2 separate regions of the Sus scrofa genome follow, and region 2 is linked to region 1. A link is a contact called in public Hi-C data. All regions are on one chromosome and are shown on one strand. The core of a region is the stretch at or near the end of the contact, and the rest is flanking DNA. Distances in the headings are between cores, read along the strand shown.

Region 1 (2,771 bases), core at 141-2,640:
TCTCAAACATACACTTATTTGACCCCACAACAGCTTAGAGGAATGAGCCGGGCAGTCCTCCACACTACGTTTAACCAGTTGTGGTAGCTGACTTTCCTGCCGTACTCCTGAAATCTAAAAAAAACCTGTTCCTGTTTCTACCCTACTTTAAACTTTTCCCTAGTCTATAACGCTGACTGGGTAAAGCCCCGGTTTCTTAGCAAAGCACACAGGGAGGGCCTCCCGTGTGGCCATGCCCACCCATCAGTTCTTGTCTGGCACGCCCCTCACGTCCCCACAGTACAAAAGTGAGTTTCCTTCCGTGCAAGCAACTACGACTTTGTAGGTTGTTTTCTTTACCTAAAAAACTCATTTGTCTTCTTGTTCTCTTTTTACCGCTCTTTTGCTCCCTGAGAAACATGCACATATTTTTTGTCTCATCATAAACTGGTCTGTATTACAATTTATGACCATTTCTGTGCTTAATCTTACTCATCTTCCCCCCCCCCAGGACAAATGTAGGCAGTAACTCAGTTTCATAGGTAAGTCTTACATTTATGTTAATAGTCCAGTGACTTACATTTTTGTTAGTATTTATGCCAGTCTTTCCCACTAGACCGGGAGCTAAAAGGCAGAATCTTGAGGGTTTTATGCTCCTCCATCTTCAAGTTCTGATAGTGACAGGAAAAAAAAATACAAGTTGAAGGGACATTAAGTGCCCTGCTCGAACACCTGCAGTCACAGGGCGAGGATTAAAACCCAGAGTCTTAATCAAGTGTGTTTCCAATTGCCCCTGGGTCCCCATTCTCTAGTTCCCAGACGAAACAATAAGGAAAGGAGGACAGGCATTGTCATTGCCCCTTGGTTTTCCTCGCCCTCCCACACACCCCAAGGGATATGGGGTTATGGGGGGTGATTGGGGGCTCAGCCACAGGATGTTTAAACCAGGTACAGCGTCCACTTTGTAGCTGCAAGTCATCGCTACCCTTGCCGTTCGCCGTGGTGCGGTGCAGGAACGGGTTCTTGCCGTTGATCGCCCCGCCCCTGCTCCCACACCTCAGGGACGCCTCTTCCGCCAAATTCGTGTCGCCTCCTTGCGGCGCCTGCGCACTGTCACATTACGGCGGAACTAATCCCGCGACCCTGCGCTCTGACGCCTTTAGTGCCAGGAAGGGAAAAGGGGGACCACAGAACGCGTCACACCCGGAAGCGGAGAGCCGGAAGTGGGGTTGGACAGGTTATCCCCAGGGGTGGGGCAGCGGAGGCCCAGGAGGAGGGGGAAAAAGAAGGTGGAGGAACCTGGCTACTAATCTGAATCCGATACGGATTCTCTTAGACCTCAGAGACACAGAAAAGAGAGAAGGGTGCCTCATCCCCCTTCCTCCCCTCCTTCCTCTCCTCAGCCTTAGCCATGGCGGAGGCAGGGGCCGGGCTGAGTGAGACCGTCACTGAGACAACGGTTACCGTGACAACCGAGCCCGTGAGAAAGGCGGGGGGCGGTGCTGTTTAGGGGTCGGGGAGCTACCGGGAGGGAAGGGATAGGGCTTTGGAGAGTTGCTGGAGGGGCTGGGCCTGGGGATGTGGGAGGAGTGGGGTTGTGAGAATCGCAAGGTATTGGGGATTTTTGGTGTGTCAGAGTTGGTGCAGAAGGCTGGTCGAGAAGCGTGTTATATATAGAGTTAGGATGTAGGTGATGCTGCTTGGGGGAGGGGGGCTTGTAGAAGTAAAGAAAGAACGGGAACTTGGAGATTACGGAGCAAGGGAGGTGCTGGGGGAAATGAAGGGCTGTGTAAGAAAGCATGGTTGGAGGCCAGCTGCAGGGGAACTTGACTGGAAGCATGCTTATGAATAAGTATTCGTTGAAGGGATGAATGCGAAAGGAAGCAAAAGAATGAGGGAACAAGAAAAGGGAGATGAAGATAGTATTTTGAGAAACCAGCGGAGATGTAAATAGAGAAAAATGTAGCATTTTTGCCAAAACAGGTTAAGTTGCTTTCATTGGGAAAAGATTGTATGGAACTTCATAACCCTTGAATTAAGGGAGTTTAGAGTAATAGTAATTGGAGCTGTCAGGATGGTGGAGAATAGATGGATAAGAGGTGGGGAGTGCTGGGCTTGAGGATGAGACAGGTGAGAACAGAGTTCTTTCTTTAATGGGAAAAAGAATAGGGGGTCTGGAAAAAGAAAGAGATCAAAGAGTAGGCATCGGTGACTGAGGAAATAATTTCCATGTGTTAATACCACCAAGGATGATTTGGGGAGGAAGATGGAGAAACAGCGAGGATTATATTTTCCTTTGAAGATTTGCTGGGACCTTCCCTAGGTTAGGAATTGTGTCTTCTCTGTATACTAGTGATTACCAAGAACAGGAGATAACATGTCACGATTCCTCTAGGGACACCCTGAGGTCCAAAACCTGTTCTATTTTATCTTCTCCCAGCCCTCAGCTCCTCTGGCCTTAGGTCCATGATCCTGACTGAGCTGGGAAAGGGAAGAGAGGAGCCCCCCCCCCCCAGCTCCCGCCCCGGGAGGTAGGGGGAAAGGTTAGTGGGAGGGGATTCGATAGGTAAGCCCATCCTTCTTACCTTCCAGGAGAACCGGAGCCTAACCATCAAACTTCGGAAACGGAAGCCAGAGAAAAAGGTAGAATGGACGAGTGACACTGTGGACAACGAACACATGGGGCGCCGCTCATCAAAATGTGAGTAATTGTTGGCCCACAGTAACCCTGGAGTCCTGGCTCCCCTGAGCATATCTTCTACCTTGTCACATCCACTGGCCTTCCTGAAGCC
Region 2 (2,771 bases), core at 140-2,639, 2.5 Mb after region 1:
CAGGAAGCATGATCAAATGTCAAATACTTCAGAGAGGTCAAATAAGATGAGAACTGGTGCTTCCTGATTTGCCAATTAGGAGGTCTTTGGTGACCTTTGCTAGGACAGCTTCAGTAGTAGAAGAAACGAGCTGAAGAATGGGGACGAGGTTGAGAGAGGAAAATTAAGACCGTTTCAGGTCTTAACTGTGCAGGAGAGCTGAGAGGTAAAAAAGAGTACAAAGGGGATGGTTTCAGGTCGTGACTGTGCAGGGGAGCTGAGAGGTAAATAAGAGTGTACAAGGGGATGCAATATCGATAAGGTTATTTCCTTTCTTTCCTTGTTTTTAGGCTGGGAAACCCATAAAAGGAAGAAGTTAAAAATGCCAATTGGGAGAAAAATGGAGGATAGCTTCAGACTAATACCTAAATGTGACCAGGTCAAAAAAGAAAAATTTCCTTAAGCTGGAGGGGACTTCTGGTACAATGGTAAAGGAACACAGACATGTCCCAGTCGGAAAGCCAAGAGTTCTGCAAGTTGGCCTTTCTGTAATGTTCCGTTTGTGGAGAGTGGGCGTTATGAATTAAAAGTAAAAAATCTGAACCACATTCTGAGGATCAAGGGAGGGAGTATTGCCTATGAACAATAAAAGATCTGCTTTAGCTGGCAACCATCACTGGATCAGATTTTTATGGGTTTCAAGACCGAGCAAAGGGTAAAGCCTTAGAAAAAGCAGAAGTTTTAAACGGTGGAGGCAAGTCCAGAAAAAAAGTAAAAGTGTTAGGTTTTGCAGAAGGCAGAGGAGTCCAAGCACTGGCAGGTCTCAACGAAGTCTTCGTAGATTCGGGGGAAATGAGAAGTTATAAAGTAGCCTAAGACAAACAGGTCAAACAAAATGCCCACATCAACCTCCCGCGCCTCATCTCCCCGCCGCAGGCATGACGAGGGTGGTGATAAAACTCCGTCTCCCGACGTGGAACCACACTACACCCCATCCTGCAAACCCTTAAAACTCCAGGTCCAGGCCCCATTTTCCTCCACTGACAACAGCTGGGCAGCGCGCGTTTCCGCTGGACTCCGGCCAGGGCGTCCCAAGCTGCACCTTACACCTGTGGAAAAGGAACCAAGTCCAGGAGGCCGCCGGCAGTGGAGGAGGGGCCGCTGAGGCGGGAGGTCCGCGCGCGGTGCCTGCTTCCGCCCCACCCACTGCGCGCGCACTGAGCCCCGCCGCGGGAGCTGCGGCGCCCGCCCTGACGCCTGCGCACTACTGCTCTCCCCCGCTGCCTCGGGCTCTACTTTCCCTTCCCCCCCAAGTCGGTCGCACCCTTGCGCCTGCGCTGTGTGGGTTCCCGGGCTGCGGCAGCCATGCTGAACCCGTACGGAGAGGCGAGTGGGGGGGACAGGGTCGACGACAGCGAGCTAGGAAGCCGGGGATATGGAGAATCGGCGGTATTAGAGTACTCTAGGTCTGTGAGGAAAGGTCTGGGCCTTGAGGCTCCTTTGGCCCCTTGGCGCGACCCTCAGGAACCTTCGGAAAACTGGCCCCCGTGGCGGGGGGAGGGGGGGCGGCTGGCACATGACCTGGGTCAGCCAATCTGGGTGCAGCTGACGTGGCCGCGCGGTCCCGATGCTCTCCCCACCCCCCAGCTCGGTCGGGAAGGGAGGGGCTGGGGGCAACGCCCCCTCCCCCAACACAACCTCGGTTTCCGGGGGGGTGACACCCCGGATTACATCCTCCCCCCGCACCAAGCCGAGGGGAACACTGGAGCCCCCCTGGAAGGTTCCAGGATCGAGGTGAGAAGGGGCCCTTGCGGGGCGGGGATGTTGCCAGTCATTTAAGTGCCTAACCAATGATGGGGAGTCCGGGAGGATGATTTTCTTGGGGTTCAGAGAAGAATCCTAAGGATGGGAAGATTTGTCCTTCAAACAGTTTACAGCCAATGGGAGCATGGAGGGGGGCGAGCAGGAGAGGGCCCTCGTTGGGGGAGGGGAATGGCCAACCTCTGTCTCCATACCAATTGGAGGGCAAAGGGGCGTGGGGGTGGTGTGTTCCCCCTCCCCCCATTCCATTCGTCCCTTGGGGGTGCAGGAGCCTGGAGCCAGGTGAGAAGGGATCCTTTTGGTGGCCGGAGGGAGGGGTGACCTAGTGGGCTGAGGAGTGGGAGTGGTGACTAGCTCCTACCCGTAGATGTAAATACTTAGAGTTGACAACCCAGGTTGTGAACTGAGATTGTTCCCAGGCGCCCACTCCCTTTCTCCCCATAGACTGGAAGGAGCATTTCTGTGCTTCCTTTGTGTCAGCGGTAGGGAGATGGCAGTCATCACATGGCATGGTGGAGGTTACGCTTCGAGTCCTTTATCGAATTTGTGTGCATTCACGTGGACCTGGCCTCCGGAGCCTTCGTTGCCCTGGTGGGGTCTTAGTTGAGCATGGGTCTACCCCAAACTGGGGAGGGCTTGCTGGCTGAAAACTCGGGGGTCCCCTGGGGAGCAGAAACCAGGACCAACGTGGGTCTTGAGAAGGGTTGGAAATCGTGGCTTGGGACAGGAGAGAGCGAGTCTCAGGACCTGGAATGATTTCACAGCTCCAAAGGTTTCGGGTTTCTCCAGGGTGGCGTCTTTTGCCTCTTTCACCCCCTCCCCCATTCCTGAACAGATCTCTCCTTGTGTACTGCGGGGGAGGGAACGGAAAGGAGGGAAGAGTTACTTTTCCAAATTACTGAGTAGCAGTGGCCTCCCCTGTGACTCATGTGGGGGAAGGGAGGATTGGAAGGGAGCGGAGAGCAGTGATT

What was found. Hi-C and Micro-C count contacts between places; a contact is called where the count stands out from the background.
Region 2: a Hi-C map of embryonic fibroblasts shows a contact between it and region 1, with 1.8 times the contacts expected there. The contact joins the promoter of BRD2 here to the promoter of PPP1R11 in region 1. A contact is called at or near these places in 1 of 5 promoter capture datasets (liver) and 1 of 47 Hi-C or Micro-C datasets (embryonic fibroblasts).

Annotation. Positions count from the first base shown.
Region 1 is chr7:22,632,684-22,635,454 of Sscrofa11.1, forward strand. It overlaps PPP1R11 (protein phosphatase 1 regulatory inhibitor subunit 11), which reads left to right and starts at 1,391. Exons shown (of 3, transcript NM_001123166.1): 1 at 1,391-1,459; 2 at 2,572-2,680. The coding sequence starts at 1,391.
Region 2 is chr7:25,149,269-25,152,039 of Sscrofa11.1, forward strand. BRD2 (bromodomain containing 2) reads left to right here and starts at 1,390. Exons shown (of 13, transcript NM_001123085.1): 1 at 1,390-1,773.